2 separate regions of the Sus scrofa genome follow, and region 2 is linked to region 1. Evidence: chromatin contacts called from public HiChIP or PLAC-seq data. All regions are on one chromosome and are shown on one strand. Each heading gives the region's core, a stretch centred on a gene start, on an enhancer-like site or on the middle of the called end of the contact. The rest is flanking DNA. Distances are from core to core; before and after follow the strand shown. Region 1 overlaps FLT1 (vascular endothelial growth factor receptor 1). Region 2 has its middle 54 kb from the start of POMP.

Region 1 (4,059 bases), core at 674-3,173:
GCATATTCTCCAGTAAATACTCAAAAACAATGAATGATGACCAGGGAATACAGCCAGAAAGGAACCACAGCTCCGCATTAGGAACTGGCTGGAGCGAGACAATCCTGAGGCAACAGTGACAAGTTTTGTGCCCTGAATAAAATGAAGCCTGCAAATTTGTAAGCATTCAATAAAAACGACAGCCCAAGACCAAATTTCCTCAGCAACAAAATTAATACAAGAAGGAAAATAGGACATGCATACAATGTTAGGCTGCTTGGAAGTTACAACTGCTTAATGAAGTGTATCACAGCTAACTTGGGTTTTAATAAAGTGTCACGAGGAGACCCACATCACTCTACCAGAAAAGAGACAACAAAACTGATGTTCTATTCAAGGCGGGAGTTACAAGCCCCTCGCAAGTGTTCCCTAAGTATTTGCAAATTCAGCTAATTAACAAGGAAGATTCAGATGCTCTGCCACCGTTGCTCTTCTTGATTCAAATTTTTGCTGTTGTTCTTTTTTTACGGCCACGCCTGCAGCCTACGTTCCCAGGCTAGGGGTTGAATTGGAGCTGCAGCTGCTGGCTCACACCACTGCCGCAGCAACGTGGCATCTGAGCTGCACCTGTGACCCACGCTGCAGCTTGGGGCAACACGGGATCCTTAACTCACTGAGCAAGGCCAGGGCTCCAAGCGAAGACTATGTTGGGTTCTTAACCCACTGAGCCACAATGGGAACTCCTCAAATATCTTTCAGTATTAGTGCTATTTAAAAATACCGTCTCACAAAGACTTTCCCAGTGAACACATCTGATATTCACAGTGCTCCATGGTCACACCCTGTGAAACACAACCTGTGCCTTTTGCAATCCTTCCTTCTCCAAGGACATGGTTTTTGAAACAGAGAAGTTCCTTCTGTCCAACCAAACTGCACAGGAGACTGGAGATCCTGGGACTGGTAACTTTATGCTGAAGTCGGTGGGCCCCGACAGGACAGCAGACATGGCCCGGCTGCCAGTGTTCACCCACCCAGCCTGACACCAGATGGACGAGTAGTGATGGCAGTCTTTCCCGGTTGGCCTGGAATCATCCTCAGTGTCAACTGCAGTGCAAAATTCCAAGTGCCCTGTTAATCACTTCCTGTGCTCATTTGACAGCTAGGACTGAATTCTTGCTGTGAGCCAGGCACTGCCCTGGGAGGCCCTCTGCAGATATAAGTAATTAAGGCAGATGTAGACCTTACCCTCAAGGGACTTACACTGACAACTGACCCCACACCCCAAGAAAGAGTTAGTTGCCAGATCTGCTTGCCTTTACAGGTCAAGCGGAGATCATTTTAAGCAGCCGTGTTTCTCTTCCGATTTCAAAGGGGATTGAAGGAGACGGGTTCTGCTCTCCTGCTTACTGGCTCCAGAAACCCTGAAGTCTACTGAGTAACACAGGAGCAAGAGATGAAAATAACTGAATGTTCATTTTTTAGGGCAAAGAAGAGAGACAGTCTGCCTTTACTCATTCAAGCGTTTGATTCTCAAGTCAGACCCATAAACCCACAGAGAAAGTTTTATGGGAATTTTAGTATGAATGAATTTTCCCCCATGCCCCTGGAGAGACGGCAATAAAGGTGTTTTCTTCCGTCCCCGAGTGCCAGAAAGAGCACAACCTACAACGGGGAGCGAGGAGAGAACACGAAACACGGTCTGTGGCCCCTCCCCCCTCAACCCAGCCCTCCCCCCTCCCCCCCCCCGAGCCCCTCCCCTCTTACAGGGGGCATTCTGCCTCCCCCAAGCCAAGATCCCCAGCCTGCTGCATTCCCAGGACGGTAACCAGCTAGGATGCTGTTGCCTCTGGTTCTCCAGCCCCCGCACAATGCAGACAGGAGTGTGGCGGGGCAGGAACAGACAAGTGACTCAGTTGAAAGCAGGCTGATAAGAGCTAAGGAGCTATTGCAGCCACGTCATGCTGCTCTTCTTCCATGACTAATCCCGGATCTGGGTAATTACACATTACACTTGGGTACCATGTGGTGTAGTTGCCTTGTTTCAAAGACTATTCCCACCGAAATGTAAGTCTGCGGTGCTGCCTTGAAGGCACAGAGCTGGCTCTTCATTGAACTCACCGGGAGGAAGACCCATAGTGTGTGGTTAGGCTGCTGACACTGACGGCTGGTTGTTTCTTTCTCTCCTTTTCTTTGGAGGGTCACACTGGCTGCATATGGAGCTTCCCAGGCTAGGGGGCGAATCAGAGCTGCAGCTGCCCGCCTACACCGCAGCCACAGCAACGCCAGATCCGAGCTGCGTCTGCAACCTACACGACAGCTCACGGCAACGCCAGATCCTCAACCCACTGAGTGGGGCCGGGGATCGAACCCTCACGGATACTGTGTTTTGTTCTTAACCCGCTAAACGACCACAGGAACTCCAGTTGTTTCATTTTTTAACCTGAGTGTGTGCCCGAGGGGCCTACGAATTTCCCTTCACGTGTTCTCAGGCCTCCAGCTCTAATGTGAGAGCCTAGTGTTGGTTTTTTCATCTCTCCCACTGAGTTTTGGAGATTGGCTGGCATGAAACAAGGAAGAGCCAAGGGACAAGTCATCTTCCTTATTCTTCCCAGCAATCCATTCCTCTCAGCACTTTATATGTCTTTCAGGAGTTTGCATTTCCTCCCTCTGAAGGTTATTTCATCTGTTCTTCTCTAAGAGGGAAAAAACAGTACCCTGCAAATGACAACCCCAAAAATGACTCATAAAATGACTCGCCCTTTTCACTATGTAATAACACATGCCAGCTCCTCCATCATAATACTCGCTCGGTGGACATGAAACAACATGGCATCATCAACTGGGGTTAACTCTGTAACCTTCAAAAGACATTAGCAACATTCCTGCCACAAATTTAGTAAAAACACTCTTTTACAATTCCAGCCTATCAGAGAATGCAGCTGTATTAAAGGACAAAAATCTTGTATTCCGTTTGGGGCTTCTCAATAATTAAGAAAGTTCTAGAACTAGAGTCTTGCCATTCATTTATTCTTCCCACGATATTCTAGGTGCTACAGATACAGTGGTGCACAAAATAGACAAAACTCTTGCCCTTCAGGGAGCAGATGACTGACTGACCGGTCCTTGAAAATTCTGGTTGAGACTGACACTCAAGAGATGCGTTAAAACGCCTTCCAGAAGTTTCCACAGCTAGACCCTTTCCTCCTTTCGCGCTCGCTAGGAAAGCCCCCTTTCCTACGGAGCAGGTGGATTTACGACCCCCTGCAAAGCTGTGAGCAAAGAGAATGGAGAAAATGGACGTCTTACCATTAATAAATATGTAGATTGTGGATTCTGCTCTCTTCTTCTTTGAAGGAGGTGTGGCTAGATATTTGCAGCTGTAGAAGCCGGTGTGGTTTGCCTGAGCTGCGTTCAAGGTCAAAGTGCTGCAGAACTGCTTGTCGCTCCTTCCACAGGTGGACTTCGTTATGCTGAGCCTCCGGCTGTCCTTCCTCACCGAGGCGGGCAGAGACCACGAATGGGCTGCTTCCCCTCTGTGATCACAGATGAGAAAACAAGACCGTCAACGCTGGGGCCAGTTCTGGAGCCTCCGTGTCATTGGGACGTGCTATGCTGCCGTCCTTTCTTGAGAGCTGTTTGGAGGTAGCCGGGGGAGCAAGGCCAAGTCGTCGTCTTTACAGAAAAGCGGCACATGTAGAAAAGCTTTCAAATCACTCCGAACGCTCCGGGCATCTCTTTCCCTAACTCCCCATGGTGAGTAATTCTCTCGCATGGAGGAATGAATCACCCTCCGGCTGAGGCTGGGTGCTCCTGCCTTGCCCTCTCGGCACATCACAGGGAACCGCTGCAGTCCACCTGTCTGCTCTGGGGGCCGCCTTTCCGCTCCCCTAGGGGATGGTTCTGCCTGCGGAAGGGCAACCAGACTGTCCCCAAACAGATACCGTCACTCACCTGCATTTGAGATACAGCGTCTGGCCTGCTTGCATCACGTGCTGGGTGCCTTTTAAACTCAGCTCAGGACCTTTTAATTTTGAACCTGAACTAGATCCTGGAAAACAAATGTTTGAAATGCGTTATTTG
Region 2 (3,844 bases), core at 667-3,166, 130 kb after region 1:
TTTTGTCTCTTTTGTCAAGAGAAGCTTTTTTAAAAAAAAAAAAAATATATATATATATATATATAGCAGTATAGTTGACATCTAATATTTGTTTCAGATGTACAGCATAGTAATTCAATATTTTTATAGATTACACTCCATTAAAAGTTGTTACAAGGTAATGGCTATAATTCCCCATGCTGTACAGTATATCCTTGCTGCTTATCTATTTCCTACACAGTAGCCTGTATCTCTTAAGCCCATCCCCAGTCTTGCTCCTCCCCTACTCTCTCCCCACTGGTAACCACTATCGTTTTCTCTATCTGTGAGTCCGTTTCTGTTTTGCTATATACATCCGTTCGCTTTAAATTTTAGATTCCACAAAAACAAACACATAGATCAAGGGAACCAAGTAGAGAGACTGGAAATAAACCCACACAGCTCTGGTCACTGCTCCTTTAATCTACAAAAAAAGGAAGCAAGAATATGCAATGGAGAAAAGACAGGCTCTTCAGTAAGTAGTGCTGGGAAAACTGGACAGCTGCATGTAGAAGAATGAGATTAGAATATTTCCTCATACCATGGGCAAAAATAAACTTGAAGTAGATTAAAGACCTAAATTTAAGACCTGAAATCATAAAACTCCTAGAAAAGAGCATAGGCAGAACCCTCTCTGACATAAATCATAGCAACATGTTTATGGACCTATCTCCTAAAGTAAAAGAAATAAAAGCAAAAATAAATAAATGGGACCCAATTAAACGTACAAGCCTTTACACAGCCAAGGAAACCACTGACGAAACAAAAAGACAGCATATGGGTTGGGAGAAATTATTTGAAAATGCTATGACTGACAAGGGGTTAATATCAGAAATATATAAAAAGCTCATACAACTAAAAAAAAAAACCTGATTAAAAAATGGGCAGAAGATCTTTATATATATTTTTCCAAGGAAGACATGCAGATGGCCCACAGGCACATGAAAAGATGCTTAACACCATATATCTGCAAATGAGGGTTTTCTTCTGCATTATAACAGGATGCTATATGCAAATGTTCCAAGTTACCAGAAGAATCATCAGGGAAATGCAAGTCAAAACCACAATGAGATATCACCTCGCTCTTGTCAGAATGGCCATCATCAAAAAGAACACAAATGACAAATGTTGGTGAGGATGTGGGGAAAAGGGAACCCTTGTACAATGCGGAAATGTAAATTGGTACAGCCGCTGTGAAAAACTAAAAATTGGAGGTCCCCCAAAACACTAAAAATAGAACTACCAGGTGCTCTGACAATTCCATTCCTGGGTATATAGCCAAAGAAAACAAAAATAGTCGTTTGAAAAGGAGCATGCACCCCAGAACTCCAGCAGCGTTACTTACAAAAGCCAAGCTAAAAAGCAACCCAAGTGTCTGTCAACAGACAAAGGAAGAAAGAAGATACGGTGTATCTATACGACGGAATATTACTCAGCCATGAAAAGAATGAAATCCTGCCATTTGGAGCAATGTGGATAGACCTAGAGAACATTACATTTAGTGAAAAAAGTCAGAGGAAGACAAATACTGTATGATATCACTTACATGTGGCATCTAAAAAATAATACAAAAAATGTATCTAGCAAAACGCAGGGCTCACAGATATGGAAAACACATAGAACATTTAAGTCTATAATTCGGGCTGCTCTGGACCTCCTAGGAAGACGGGGGAAGGGCCTTTCTCGATTCTTCTCCTGGTGATCAGGATCCTTCCTGCACCCGCAGGCAGGGTTAATCAGCACATCCTCGGTGTTTCTACAGCTCCTGGTTTATTTTTCTATTACTGCACCCAGTCAGCAAATATTTACCAATCACTCCAGATGTTCTAGACAATTGGGGGTATAGTCATGCAATGACCAATTCTGTCCATGTCCACAGGGACTTTTCGGTCTTTGGAAAAACTCAGCACCCTGGATTATAGCGCCTCACACACACCCACACCCACAGACACACCCCCTAGGTCTAGTTTACAGGGAGCCCACACAGGACAACAAACATGTTTTCAGACCCTGTAGGCGCTTAGTGAAATTTATCGAATGAATGAAACAGGTCGGCATAGAGACAGGCCCAGGCTTCTAAAAGCTCCCAGTGAAAGTCTCCCCTGAAGAAACCTGAAAGTCTTTGACTTGTCAGAATTGGGACACAAATTTCCCAGCTGCCACCTGCCCCATGACTTATGAATGGATTGCCTTTCTAGCCACAAATGAGTCAGTAATTGAAGAGCAGCTTAAGTTTCTGGATCAGAGATACCCCGAAGAGAAAGCAAAATGATTGTTCAAAAGATGTCTTAAGGATTTCCTCGGTGGCCTAGTGGTTAAGGATCTGGCGTTGTCACGGCTGCTCAGGTTCAATCCTTGGCCAGGGAATTTCTGCATGCTGCTGGTTCCGCCAAAAAAAAAAAGAAAAGAAAAGAAAAGAAAGAAAGAAAGATGTCATCAGATTCCTGGAAGTGGTAGTTTCTAACTGCGGCGAGGGAATCTATTTTTAACCAGCTATGGAGTAAGCATTTAAGAAATGTTTTTTGAAGAACTGAATGAAGACAAAAAGGGAACCAAGGAGCAGATGGGAATCTTCCACCCCTTCCAGCCCTGCCCATCTATCATCTGCATCATTGTCAACATTCAGGACACAAACATCCACACCTCAAGGAGACACGTAAACACTCGGAGCACATACAACTCACACACCAGGGCCTCCGATGACCAGGAGGACAACTGGGTTTTTTGGTTTCAACACATGCTCTTGAAAAGAGAAAAGTCTTCGCTAGGCGAAAGAGTGAAGCGATTTCATAGGCAAAATGAGCACAAATGGGGCTTTGATTAAGTAGGCGCATTCTCCCGCAATATTTAAAACCGTCTCCTAGATGTTTGGCTTGACACAAATCAAACAGGGTCTCCCTACTTTGGGGAGGAGTGAACATCTCCTTTCATCTGGAGAGAAACTAGGTGGAAAAGTCAGAGGTCTCTCCCCCCACAGTGTTACATCCAACGGGAAAAACAATTAGAAAACTCTACATTAGGCGCCACCCACAGCTCATCCCGACACCCGAGAACCTCGCTCACCAACAGTCAATAGCGAGAAAAACGGCGTCACCTGTAACGAGTTCTCGTGGTCACCAAAGCACGTGGCATTAGATCCTGCAGCCTGGCGTCCGCGGGATCATGGAAGGCGCTGGACGGAAGCTTACAGGCTTCTTTCCCTTCAGAGGCGAGGACCCCGAGGTCTGCTAGGCTGTGACCACGCTGTGCGGTCTAGGAACAGTTTTAACTCCCTTCTCCTGGTGGGTTTTCTTCTCAGATCGACACCCCGCCTGCCTTCTTCCCTTTGCGGCTGGAAGCCCACCGGTGTGGGCTCAGGACCAGCGTGGTCTCCAGATGAGTAGCATCCGGATCACCTGGGAACGTGTTAAAAATGCAAATTCTCAGCCCCCACCTTAGACCTGCTGCATTTGAAGCTTTAGGGTGGGGTCCAGCCATCTGTTTTTACCAAGCCCTTCAAGAGATGCTGATGTTTTACTGGGCTTAAAGAGACATCGGCCAGGTTCACTAACCTTCAACTCTGACCTCCAGATGGACCGTGGCCTAAGGGGAAACCCTGGCAGGAGACCCCAGACAGAAGAGGAGCAGGTGAAGGGTATTTTTCCCTAGGCTCCCCCCCGGCAGGATTGTCTAGGACGGGCTGCCTCCGCACACCGAAGGTCACGGTACCTCTCAGGACGACAGCCTCTGAGCCTTGCGACCCCTTCCTTCTTAACCCAGTGACCCCCTGCTCCTCTGACCCTACAGTCTAGGGACAGTCACGATCCCTACCGCCAGCCCCAGCGTC

What was found. HiChIP or PLAC-seq counts read pairs in DNA pulled down with a chosen protein or histone mark.
Region 2: an H3K27ac HiChIP or PLAC-seq map of alveolar macrophages shows a contact between it and region 1. The contact joins two enhancer-like sites. A contact is called at or near these places in 1 of 47 Hi-C or Micro-C datasets (epiblast stem cells) and 1 of 2 datasets of contacts at active chromatin or transcription factors (alveolar macrophages).

The regions. Positions count from the first base shown.
Region 1 is chr11:5,763,103-5,767,161 of Sscrofa11.1, forward strand. FLT1 (vascular endothelial growth factor receptor 1) reads right to left here. Exons shown (of 30, transcript XM_021065525.1): 2 at 3,931-4,027; 3 at 3,286-3,512. The coding sequence starts at 3,965. Among named protein-coding and RNA genes, the nearest start is that of FLT1, 32 kb to the right of the region's middle. Within about 2 kb of position 1,924, at least 8 of the 83 cell types and tissues checked have an H3K27ac peak or open chromatin away from gene starts, as enhancers often do. A contact at or near this core is called in alveolar macrophages, where this site is marked.
Region 2 is chr11:5,897,880-5,901,723 of Sscrofa11.1, forward strand. No RefSeq gene overlaps it. Among named protein-coding and RNA genes, the nearest start is that of POMP, 54 kb to the right of the region's middle. Within about 2 kb of position 1,917, at least 2 of the 83 cell types and tissues checked have an H3K27ac peak or open chromatin away from gene starts, as enhancers often do. A contact at or near this core is called in alveolar macrophages, where this site is marked.